2 separate regions of the Callithrix jacchus genome follow, and region 1 is linked to region 2. The links are chromatin contacts, called in public Hi-C maps. All regions are on one chromosome and are shown on one strand. Each heading gives the region's core, a stretch centred on a gene start, on an enhancer-like site or on the middle of the called end of the contact. The rest is flanking DNA. Distances are from core to core; before and after follow the strand shown. Region 1 overlaps LURAP1 (leucine rich adaptor protein 1). Region 2 overlaps MAST2 (microtubule associated serine/threonine kinase 2).

What was found. A called contact is a pair of places that touch in the nucleus more often than the background predicts.
Region 1: a contact with region 2 is called in a Hi-C map of skeletal muscle, with 9 times the contacts expected there. The contact joins two enhancer-like sites. A contact is called at or near these places in 2 of 3 Hi-C or Micro-C datasets (both in skeletal muscle).

Annotation. Positions count from the first base shown.
Region 1 is chr7:82,991,370-82,997,746 of calJac240_pri, forward strand. LURAP1 (leucine rich adaptor protein 1) reads left to right here. Exons shown (of 4, transcript XM_078331619.1): 4 at 2,647-6,377. The coding sequence ends at 3,168. Among named protein-coding and RNA genes, the nearest start is that of POMGNT1, 20 kb to the left of the region's middle. Within about 2 kb of position 5,017, at least 8 of the 16 cell types and tissues checked have an H3K27ac peak or open chromatin away from gene starts, as enhancers often do. A contact at or near this core is called in skeletal muscle, where this site is marked.
Region 2 is chr7:82,805,513-82,811,535 of calJac240_pri, forward strand. It overlaps MAST2 (microtubule associated serine/threonine kinase 2), which reads left to right. Exons shown (of 30, transcript XM_078331601.1): 29 at 13-206; 30 at 492-2,082. The coding sequence ends at 2,026. Among named protein-coding and RNA genes, the nearest start is that of PIK3R3, 100 kb to the right of the region's middle. Within about 2 kb of position 3,844, at least 4 of the 16 cell types and tissues checked have an H3K27ac peak or open chromatin away from gene starts, as enhancers often do. A contact at or near this core is called in skeletal muscle, where this site is marked.

The DNA.
Region 1 (6,377 bases), core at 3,767-6,266, 190 kb after region 2:
AACTACACAGCAAAGTAGTAATACAATAATAATAATTCTAAGGATAAAAAGTTGTAAGAAATAAAAAGTAACTATAATAAACCCTGATTAATTTTATTACCTATTTTGAGGATAGAAGATGGGAAGGGTATCTGTGTGGCTGGGGAGTGGGAGTGGGAGTGGGACGAAAGTTAAATCCTGGTTAGGTGCGATGGCTCATGCCTATAATCCCAGCAGTTTAGGAGGCCAAAGTGGGCAGAGTTCAGGAGGTCAGGAGTTCAAGACCAGCCTGGCTAACATGGTGAACCCCTGTCTCTACTAAAAATACAAAAATTAGCCAGGCATGGTTATGGGTACCTGTGGTCCCAGGTACTCGGGAGGCTGAAGCACGATAATTGATTGAAGGCAGTGGTTGCGGTGAGCCAAGATCACACCACTACACTCTAGGCTGGGCGATAGAGCGAGACTCCATCTAAAAAAAAAAAAATGCCAGGTGCGGTGGCTCATGCCTGTAATCCCAGCACTTTGGGAGGCTGGGATGGGTGGATCACCTGAGGTCAAGAGTTTGAGACCAGCCTGGCCAACGTGGCAAAACCCTGTGTCTACTGAAAATGCAAAAGTTCACCAGGTGTGGTGGCGGACGCCTGTAATCCCAGCTATTCGGGAGTCTGGGACAGGAGAATCACTTGAACCTGGGAGGTGGAGGTTGCAGTGAGCCGAGACTGCACCACTGCACTACAGCCTGGTGACAGAGCGAGATTCTGTCACACACAAAAAATAATAAAAATTAGCCAGGTGTGGTAGCGCATGCCTGTAATCCCAGCTACTTGGGAGGCTAAGGCAGAATTGCTCGAACTCAGGAGGCGGAGGTTGCAATGAGCTGAGATCGCACCACTGCACTTTTGAGACTCTGTCTCAAAAAAAAAAAGCAATATAAGCATGTTATTTGGAGATTAGGAGGTAAATACCAAAATAAATAGCTAAATAAATAATAATAGTTGTTTCTGGGATGTAGAACCAGGATGGGAGAACCGTTCATGTTCGTGATCTTGTGGAACTGTTTGCTTCTTTAATCTCTGTGCTTCTGCTACTTTGATTGGAAGTGAAACTGGGCTGGGCGTGGTGGCTCACACCTATAATCCTAGCACTTTGGGAGGCCATGGTAGAAGAATGGCTTTGAGCCTAGGAGTTTTGAGACCAACCTGGGCAACAAGGTGAGACCTTGTCTCTGCAAAAAATAAAATTAGCTAGATGTGGTGGTGCACACCTGTGGTCTCAGCTCCTTGGGAGGCTGAGGTGGGAGAATTGCTTGAGACCAGGAGATGGAGGCTGTATGAGCCATGATTGTGCCACTGGACTCCAGCCTGAGTGATGGAGAGAGACCTTGTCTCAAAAAATAATAATAAAATACAAGTAAAACTAAATAAAACTAATGTTAAAGTCATTTGTGGCAGGGCCTTGGGTTCACAGGGCAAAATGCTAGAGGTGAAGCTATAGTGATGGGTGAGAGCCACATGTTACAGGATTTTGAATGCCAGCTGCTAAAATGTTTATTTTTCATTCTCTAAGAGCAGGGCAGAGTTCCCTGCTATTGTAGATGTTAAGATTCAGCACTCTGTAAGAGCTGTGCAAAGCCCATGAAGGCTCTTGAGCAGGGAGAGACAGGTTCAGACTTGTGCTTAGGGAAGGTAACAGTGTATCTAAGCTGGAAGGGACCCTTGAGATTACCCTGTAAGTCAAATTGGAGGCTGGTGTGTACAGGGGAGAAGCCCTGAGTGCCCAGCCAGTGGGATTCTGACCCTTCTAAGCTCTGGTCAACCCTTTTCTCCCTCAGTGGCTGCTACGAATGAGCTGAAGGGACTAAGGAACCAGGTTAACTCTTTATTCCCCAGCTCCTGCTCCTTTTGGCCCATTCTGCTTCCTGATTAACACCCCCTCTGGCTATTGTTTGTTTCTGTGTATTTCTGGTGAATCTGGCCAGGTTCAATAGTCAGTACCCTGTGGCCGGGCACGGTGGCTCATGCCTGTAATCCCAGCACTTTGGGAGGCCAAGGCGGGCAGCCAAGAGTTCAAGACCAGCCTGGCCAACATGGTGAAACCCCGTCTCTACTAAAAATACAAAATTAGCTGGGTGTGGTGGCACATGCCTGCAATCCCAGCTAATTGGGAGGCTGAGGCAGGAGAATTGCCTGAACCCGGGAGGTGGAGGTTGCAATGAGCCAAGATCACATCACTGCACTCCAGCCTGGGCAACAAGGGCAAAACTCCCTGTCAAAAAAAAAGGTACCCTAAATATGAAGTTCAAAGCTTAGTAAGATTGGATTTTAATACTTAGCATTTACTGAGACCTTCGTCTGTGCTAGACACTGTGCTGACTACTTAATAGACAGCATTTCAGAATCCTCACAGCTACCCTGTGAGGTAAGTGATTTAGTCCTGTTTTGCAAATAAAGAGACTGAGGGTCAAAGAATATATGGCTAATCAGTGGTAGAGCTGAAATCTGAGGCTGCAGTCCATCTGCTTCTGAAGCCCATACTGCAAGCCATTATAATTCCATCATCTTCAAGTGGAACATGGTTGGCTGGGCTACAAGGTAGGGGCCTATGGAAACGCTGGGGAAACCCACACCCCAGAACTGGGACTAATTCCTTCTCCCACTCTCCCAGGCTTACCTGCGAGCCATCGATGTGAAGATCCTGCAGCAGCTGGTGACCTTGAATGAGGGCATCGAGGCAGTGCGCTGGCTGTTGGAAGAGCGGGGGACGTTGACCAGTCATTGCAGCAGCCTCACCAGCAGTCAATATAGCCTGACAGGCGGGAGCCCAGGCCGCTCAAGGAGAGGCAGCTGGGACAGCCTGCCAGACACCAGCACCACCGACCGGCTGGACAGTGTCTCTATTGGCAGCTTCCTGGACACAGTGGCCCCTGGCGAGCTGGATGAACAGGGCCCACCTGGGGCTCCACGTCCTGAGATGGACTGGGCAAAAATTATAGCTGGTGGAGAGAGGGCCAGGACTGAGGTAGATGTGACAGCCATGAGGCTAGGGAGTTTGAGGGCTGTGTGGAAGCCCCCAGGGGAGAGGCTTCAAGGTGGACCACCTGAGTCACCAGAGGATGACAGTGCCAAGCTGGGCTTCGAGGCCCACTGGTTCTGGGAGCAGTGCCAGGATGATGTGACCTTCTTGTAACAACTTTTCCACCCTTTTGTAATCCTCTTTTATCTGTTATTTGTGGTCTCCCTCAAAATTGATTCTCCCTCAGTCTGAGACTAGGAAGAGGCTGCACTGAAATCAGTTGCTATGGAAACCTGGCTCATCATTTACTGGTACCTAGGGAGGCTCTTCCTTTATCCCTCAATTATTGGGTCCCTAGAGCTCTTTCTTTCTTTCTTTTTTTTTTTTTTTTTTGAGACAGTCTTATGCTGTCACTCAAGCTGGAGAGCAGCAGCATGATCATGGCTCACTGTAGCCTTGACCTCCTGGGCTCAAGCAATCCTCCCACCTCAGCCTCCCACATAGTTAGGACCACAGACATGTACCACCCTGCCCAGCTAATTTTTAATTTTTTTTTTTTTGGTAGAGACAGGGTTTCCCTATGTTACCCAGGCTGGTCTCAAACTCCTGGGCTCAAGGGGTTCTCCCACCTCAGCCTCGCAAAGTGCTAGGATTGTGCCTGGCCCCTAGAGATATTTCTGTAGAGATACTGACTCTAGAGGATTGACCTGTGGCTTCTGGTGTGAAGTATCTCTTACTATTCCCCGAAGCTAGGCAAGGATTTAAGGCATTTAGGACCCCCAGGAGTTCACTGATGAAGAGATGGGGGTGTAATTACTTTACCCAAAGTCTAGAAGCCTTGGCCCCTCTCTTGGCCAAGATGGAAGATTGAGGAGGGACATGGACATTCAGGACTAACCCTCTATGGGTTGGCCCTCCCAGAAGGCTCTGGGCTGGTGGACTTGCCCCTTCCTACCTGCTAAGTGATGTCCTTTCCTGCCAGTATGGGTAGCTCTTGGATGGTGGTAGGTCATATAGGGGTATCTGAGCCCCTGCTGCTAAGTGATCACATTATTTATTATCCATACCATTACTTCTAGTGAACATGAAGATGTCACTCCTCCTAGCAGGAAAGCCTTTCACTGTCAGATGTTTGTGCTTCTTTTCAGAAGGTTCTTACTTTTTAAATAGAGCGTTCTCATTTTATCCTAGGGAATCTCACTTCCTCTGTGGCTCCATCCCTGTATCCCTGTCTGGGCCAGCACTCCTGACTCTGCTTTTAGGGAGAGAAGCTTTCAGGGGTCTCCACTTATTGCTCTCAAATCTGTGTGGTCCGCCCCACCACAGTCCCTTGTCTTACCCTGTTCCTGTGTTGCCTCCATTCCTGTATTCTGTTTTTTGTTTTGTTGTTTCTTTGAGACAAGCTCTCACTTTGTCATCCAGGCTGGAATGCAGTGGTGCTCATTGCAGGCTCAATCTCCTGGACTCAAGTGATCCTCCCTCCTCAGCCTCCGGAGGAGCTAAAACTAGAGGCATGCATCACCATGCCTAGTTAAGTTTTGTGGTTTTTTCCAGAGACAGCATTTTGCCATGTTTCCTAGGGTAGACTTGAACTCCTGGACTCCAGCTGTCCTTCTGCTTCAGCCTCTCAAAGTGCTGAGATTACAGGCAGGAGTCACTGTGTCTGGCCCTATTCCTGTATTCTGACTCCATATCTCCCTGCCAAGAAGTTCAGCTTCTGTGTGTCCTTGCCTTCTCAGTTTCTCCAGGCCTTTTATATGCAGGTGAGTCCTGGCCTCCCCTGCCTTTGTTGATGGGAGCCAGGGAGAGAGAAGCTCAAGGTCTCAGAGCTCTGGGGGTGTACCAGAATCTTGGATGGGGGAGGTGTAATCCTCTCTGACTTTGTGACTGCCCTTCCCCCACCCTGTCCCCAGCCTTCCACCATTTGGTCACAAGGATGCCTGCCTGAGGTCGGGACACAAGGAATCGCCTTGTCTGGGCTACAGTGTGGGGGCGTGGCAGGGAAAGACAGAAGCTCTTTGGTCCCCCTGCCCCATCCTGGAAGGTGAGAGGGAGCAAGGGAAAGGCTTGTTTACTTCCTCCCTTAGAGCAAGCCCTGACGGACTCCTGGAACCTGAGGAGGGAGCAGGGAACTGGCCCTGAGCCTGGGTCCCAGAGCTCTACTGAATTACAGATTACATCATAGAAGGAATTCAGGAAAGCTGCCAACCTGGGGCTCAGAGAGAGGACAGTCCCGGAGTTGGGGGACAAGAGCTGTGGCTGGTGTCAGAGAATGAATTTGTAGAGATTAATCCTCTGAATTCTGGGTAACTGCTCCATCTGTTAGTCCCTGCCTTTCCTGGGCCTTGAAACTGGAATGCTAGAGGAAAAAGAAGGTCAGATGACTTTGGCTGTTCACTGTGTCCTGCAAAAAAGGCATCCTCCTCAAATCCTGGAATAACTCCTGCCACTTCTCTATTTTGTATTCTGTGTTGGGGAAGGGAAGGAAGCCACACTGATCATCTCTGTTTCCCTAAATTCCACAAGTCTCATTTTGAAACTCCTACCCCAGTCCTTCTGGAGCAATATTCAGTCCATGGCTCATCCCTAAACACCCTCTCTTCTCCTCTCACCCCCTCAAATGACTGAAATCTCCAAAGTATATTTTCGGCCTTTTCCACTGCTCACAAGACCTCTCCATAGAACTCCTTGGGACTCCTGACTTCCCCTCAGACTGAGAATTTGAATCTCCTATTCTAGTCCTTACTCTGTTGCCATTTTGCAGTGCGCCCTCGGTTATCTACCCTTCCTGTTTTTTGTTTGTTTTTTGAGATGGAGTCTCGCTCTGTCATCCCAGCTGGAGTGCAGTGATGTGATCTTGGCTCACTGCAACCTCTGCCTTCCGGGTTCAAGTGATTCTCCTGCCTTAGCCTCCCAAGTGGCTGGATTACAGATGTGCACCACCACCATGGCCAGCTAATTTTTGTATTTTTAGTAGAGACAAGGTTTCAACATGTTGACCAAGTTGGTCTTGAACTCCTGACCTCAAGTGATCCACCCGTCTCAGCCTTCCAAAGTGCTGGGATTACAGATGTGAGCCACTGTGCCCAGCTTGTTGTTTTTCTAAGACAGGGTCTCACTCCGTTGCCCATCCTGGAGTGCAGTGGTACAGTCTCGGCTCACTGCAGCGGCTGCCCCCTGGGCTGAAGTGATCCTCCTCAGCCTCCTAAGTAACTGCAACTACAGGCACATGTCACCATGCCCGGGTTACTTTTTGTATTTTTTCTAGAGACATGGTTTTGTCATGTTGCCCAGGCTGGTCTCGAACTCCTGGGCTCAATCCTCCCACTTCAGCATCCCAAAGGGCTGGGATTACAGGCCTTAGCCACCATTCCTGGCCTTTC
Region 2 (6,023 bases), core at 2,594-5,093:
TTATCCCCACAGCAGAAAAAGGAGTTCCCTGTTTCGCAAGATCACCAAGCAAGCATCCCTGCTCCACACCAGCCGCAGCCTTTCTTCCCTTAACCGTTCCTTGTCATCAGGGGAGAGTGGGCCAGGCTCTCCTACACACAGCCACAGCCTTTCCCCCCGATCTCCCACTCAAGCCTACCGTGTGACCCCCGATGCTGTGCATTCAGGTATGAAGAGCTCCCTGCAAATCAGAGACAACCCCTGAGAAATAGGCAAGTTCCTAGGCCCTATATGCCCCTCACAGATCCCACTCAGAATCTTTCTTTCAGCCCACCCCCTGGAAGATCCTGCAGTCTCAGGGAGGAATTAATTGATGGGAAAGCGGGTAGCTTGGTTTCTGGGACATCACAGGGCTAAGCCCTGTCTTGCCCTTCAGTCACTTCTAACAGCTAACACTGCTCTGCTTTTGTCTGTCTGTCTGTCTGTCTGTCTGTCTGTCTCTTTGTACAAAGTCGGGGGGAATTCATCACAGAGCAGCTCCCCCAGCTCCAGCGTGCCTGGTTCCCCAGCCGGCTCTGGGCATACACGGCCTAGCTCCCTCCACGGTCTGGCACCCAAGCTCCAGCGCCAGTACCGCTCTCCACGGCGCAAGTCAGCAGGCAGCATCCCACTGTCACCACTAGCCCACACCCCTTCTCCCCCACCCCCAGCAGCTTCACCTCAGCGGTCCCCATCACCCCTGTCTGGCCATGTAGCCCAGGCCTTTCCCACAAAGCTTCACTTGTCACCTCCCCTAGGCAGGCAACTCTCACGGCCCAAGAGTGCGGAGCCACCCCGTTCACCACTACTCAAGAGGGTGCAGTCAGCTGAGAAACTGGCAGCAGCACTGGCCGCTTCCGAGAAGAAGCTAGCCACTTCTCGCAAGCACAGCCTTGACCTGCCCCACTCTGAGCTAAAGAAGGAACTGCCGCCTAGGGAAGTCAGCCCTCTGGAGGCAGTTGGAGCCAGGGGTGTGCTTTCTGGCAAGGGAGCCCTGCCAGGGAAAGGGGTGCTGCTGCAGCCTGCTCCTTCACGGGCCCTAGGCACTCTCCGACAGGACCGAGCCGAACGACGAGAGTCACTGCAGAAGCAAGAAGCCATCCGTGAGGTGGACTCCTCAGAGGATGACATGGAGGAGGGGCCTGAGAACAGCCAGGGTGCACAGGAGCTGAGTGTGGCACCTCACCCAGAAGTGAGCCAGAGTGTGGCCCCCAGAGGAGCAGAAGAGGGTGGGGAAGAGGATACTTTCTCGTCCAGAGTCCCCAGGAGTCCGGGCCCAGTGGTCCCAGGCCTATTGACCGGGATTACACTGGGGCCTCCCAAAATGGAAGGTCCCAGTGGCCCCCAGAGGAGGCTCAGGAGCCCACAAACTGTTGAGGAGGCTGCCAGCACCTCCTCACCAGACCCCAACCTGAGTAAGTCTGGAGCTACAGACCCCATCCTTTCTGAAGGTTGCTGGAAGGCTCAGGGCCTCCACACCCAGGCACTAACAGCACTTTCCCCCAGCTCTTCAGGACTCGCCCCCACCAGCAGCCGCTCTCCTCCCACCTCCACCTCTGGGAAGCTGGGCACATGGTCCTGGAAATTCCATATTGAGGGCCCAGACAGGGCATCCCCAAGCAGAAGGGCAACCATGGCAGGTGGGCTAGCCAAGCTCCAGGATTTGGAAACCACAACTCCAGCCCACCCTAAGAACCTGTCTCCCAGGGAGCAGGGCAAGACACAGCCACCTAGTGCCCCCAGACTGACCCATCCCCCTTGTGAGGATCCCAGCCAAGGCTGGCTATGGGAGTCTGAGTGTGCACAAATAGTGAAAGAGGATCCAGCCCTGAGCATCACCCAAGTGCCTGATGCCTCAGGTGACAGACGGCAGGATGTTCCATGCCGAGGCTGCCCCCTCACCCAGGAGTCTGAGCCCAGCCTCCTCTGGAGGGGCCAAGAACCAGGGGGCCATCAAAAACATCAGGATTTGGCATTGGCACCAGATGAGTTTTTAAAGCAAACATAACAGCTGTTTGCCATTTCTTGCACTCAAACCTGTGTAATATATGCTCCTGGAAACCATCTTTATGTCTTTTGCTTGCTTTCCTTTGGTCAATCCACATGTAACTAGGTCCTGTGTTGCTGCTGAGAATATAGTGGTGAAAAAAATAGTTTCCACCATCGGGGAGGGCCACCTAACCCATCTTGACTTCCCAAAGACTGTGACATTTGAGCTCAAACATGAATAGATGATAGGTAGTAGTTTGCTGGGAGTGGAAGAGTGGAGGTTGGCTTAAGAAAGGATCTCCAGACAAAGTTTAGGAAGGAACCAAAGACAATTCAAAGTAGAAATGGGTCTGGCAAGTGAGGCAAGGGCTATGTCTAATGGTCGTCTAGGAGATTTGACTTTGTGAAAGTGATAGGGAACCAGAAAATATCATGTAGCAACTAAAATTCCTTCTTTATAGATAAGGGAACTCAGGCTTTCATGCCCATGGTAATACAGCTTGGGTACAACTGGAGTTAGAACCTAGGTCTCCCTTGTTCCAGAACTTATATGTGTCTCCTAACTTGGAGTGCCTCAGCCAGGAAATGAGGAGAGGAAGAGATGAGAGGAGGCAGAGTTTAACTTTGGGTGTATTTGAGATACAAGAGAAAAGACAGAAGCAGCAGCCAGAAGAGAGTCATAAAGTCCATGGGAGGAAAGGGTTTTAAAATGGAGAAGTTACTTGATAAAATGCAGAGATGAGGGTGAGATGAAAACAGAAAGCTGCCAATTGTATTTAGTAATAAGCCCTTCCTGGGCTGTTGCAGGTAGGCCTCAGCACTAGCGGTGGACATCATGTGCATCCCTCACTGAGAACTTCATTTGATGGATAGTGTAGGAGGAAGGGGAAGGCATAAATGGGACCAGTGCCAGAGGAGTCAGGAGGTGGCATCACAGGGCAGACAGTGGGGCTTGGTAGAGTACCAAGGCTTTGAGTATCTCCATAGTGATGGAGGACTTGAGAAACTGTCTTGCAGTGGTTATTGCACTGATCATCTCACAAACCAGTGCCTAGGTCTGAAGAAGAGGTGTTAGGAGGCCTGGAGATGAAAATCCCTCTGGGCCATTGTCTGTGAAGGCTGTGGCCACCAGAGGGCGTGCCGTATCCACAGTGGCAGAGCCTATTCCGCTATTTGGCCCCTCAGCCTTCTAGTCCTCTCTTCACATATTCCTTCATTCATTCACAGCAGACCCTGGGCTAATGCACTGGGACCTGGGCACACAGGTCACAGGTTGTGAGCTTGAAGATGGCAGGGGCATGGCTGAAGGAGTGAGTGCCCCATGCATGTAAGGATCTGCTCAGAAGCACCACACCACAGGTGAAAAGGACGTTGGGAACTGCCCTCCTAGAGGGTTGGAAATGGGAATGGGAGGAGGGAGTACAGCGATGCTAAACATCAAACATCCTGTACCACATCAGGCAACTGCCCCAAGTGTCAGTGATGTTCCCCTTGAGAAACTGGTGGTTTTATCCTGAGGGTAGTGAAGAGTTAAGTGGTATTTGTTTTAGGAAGACCACTCTGGCTGTGGTATAGAAAGGCTGGAGTGGAGTGAGTGCACCGCAGAGAATCATGTAGTGATCCCATTTTGGTGGTCTGAACTAGGACAGCAACAGTGAGGAGGTAAGGAAGGAAAGGGTGGGGAGCTGTGACACCTAGATTTGGGAGCCATCAGGAAGTCGAGGGCAGTTAAAGTCACAGGAGATGAGGACTGCTCAGGGAACATGCGCAGAATGAGAAAGAAAAAAGGCCCGAGATACTGGCACTAGCAGAGGGGAGAGAGCCAGTGAAAAGAAGTTGAAGGTGGGGAATGAGATCCTGAATCAGGGAGAAGCCAGACCATCTTATTTTGTAGTTCACCCTAAGACAGCAGAGACTTATTTAATGTTTTACATAGGTTCAGATTTGTATTTTGAAAAGATGACTGGTTGCTATAATGAGAATGGATTTTAGGGGGACAAGAATGGAAGAAGGGAGCCTTCTAGGATTAAGAGTGCAGATGGTAGTGAAGTTAAAGTGGTGTTTTGATTGATACTTGGTGAAGGACTTTAGGTAGATATGAAGCAGAAGGCTATCAAGGATGACTAACTACATTTCTGAGTTACATAACCAGATAAAATGTATTTCCATTCACTGAAGAAAGAAGGAAGAGAACCAGGGCTGAGTAGTTCAGTGCTGCATTCCATATGCTAAATATGACGTAGCTTCCAATGGAGGTCTGGGCAAGTGAAACAAACGTAATCGGCCTAGAGATGGTAGGTGGATTCATGGCTGTGGATAAAACTGCCAGATAAAATGGCCTTGAGAGCTGAAGGAATCCAGATGTAAAAGGAACAGTCAGATGTCGCAGAATATGACATTGAGTCTTAAGAGGGTCCATGAAGGACCTTTCCATGGAGAAGATAGTTAACAGTGATGGTTATTGAAGACATCAAGAAAAGCAGTTTCAAACAGTGGTGGAACCAGTACTGAAATGCTGAGGTGAGGAATTAGGACATTTAGTCAGCTCTCTCCAAAGGCTTGGCTTTGAAGAGGAGAAAAGAGATAAAGGGGTATGAGATGATTTAGTAGGGATTGGGTGAGTAGAATGAGAAACAACCATATTTAGATGTCAATGGGGATGATCTAGTTGAAGTAGAGAAAGAATCGATCATTAATCTTGGGAGATTCCTGAGGTGGAAGAAAATAAGATTCCAAAATACAGGTGAAGTAAATTGACTTTAGCTGGAAGGTACTTTTGTAATTTAACAGGTGGGAGGGAGAATAGTTATGTAGATATAGATATGTTTGTAGGTTCGGTAGTAGGAAGGTAAGGGAATTAATAGCCAACCATACTTTTTCTGCCAAGTAAAAAGTTTTTTGTTTTGTTTTGTTTTTTTGAGATGGAGTCTCACTGTTGCCCAGGCTGGAGTGCAGTGGGGCAGCCTCGGCTCACTGCAACTTGTGCATCCCGGATTCAAGCAGTTCTTGTGCTTCAAGCCTCCCGAGTAGCTGTGATTACAGGTGCATGCTACCACGCCTGGCTAACTTTGTACTTTTAGTAGAGATGGGGTTTCACAGCATTGGCCAGGCTGGTCTTGAACTCCTGACATCAGGTGATCCACCCACCTCAGCCTCCCAAAGTGTTGGGATTACAGGTGTGAGCCACCATGCCCAGCCCCAAGTAAACAAGTTTAAACCTCAGAGCCCAGTGGAAACATCCAGCTGGCAGGTAGAGTTCAGAAGAAAGAACTGGGAAGAAGAAAGGAATTTGAGCATCCTAAACACAGAAGTGGGAACAACTCTGAGTTAGGAGAAATCATCCATAGTTGTAGCAGAGGTCTTGGGGGAGGCTGTGATCATCTAAAATGTAGTGGGGAGAAAAGACATAGGCAAGGTCACTTACAACAACAGACTGTTCCCTGCTCAATCTATTTGTAATTGAGCACACATGGGTGGGGCCTGAGACTTGGATGAGAGCTGCAATGTCCTATGCAACAAGAGGTTATCATGTTTGCTCATTACATTCCCAGAATATAATGGAACCTCAGCAATGTGCAGGTGACGACAAGGGCCTGGGGGCAACAAGATGACAGACTAAAGCTGGGCCCATTTCCCCCTCCCCAGAGTAGAATGTGGAAACACTTTTAATTCTGGGCAGAAATATGTAAGAACCAATAAACTGGGCTTATTACGAGTAGGTGGTGAGGTGTGGAGGAAATGGCTTTCAGATTTAGTTTTCTCAGAGTCACTATCTGAGACTCCCTGTGTCCTTTGTCCAGTGGACAGGACTCTGGCATGCCTAGTTGGAGTCAACGTCCTCTCCCAGGAAGAAGAGAGCCTCTTGTTGCCCCCGTTCAACCCTAGTACTAGGTCTTTCGGTGCTTGCTTACCGGAGAGAAGGTTTTAAAGTTTCAAGGGCTATTCAACACCCGAGTACTCCTCTTCTCTCTTGACCTCCACTCTGCCCCAGCCCACCCCTTCACAGCATGAAGACA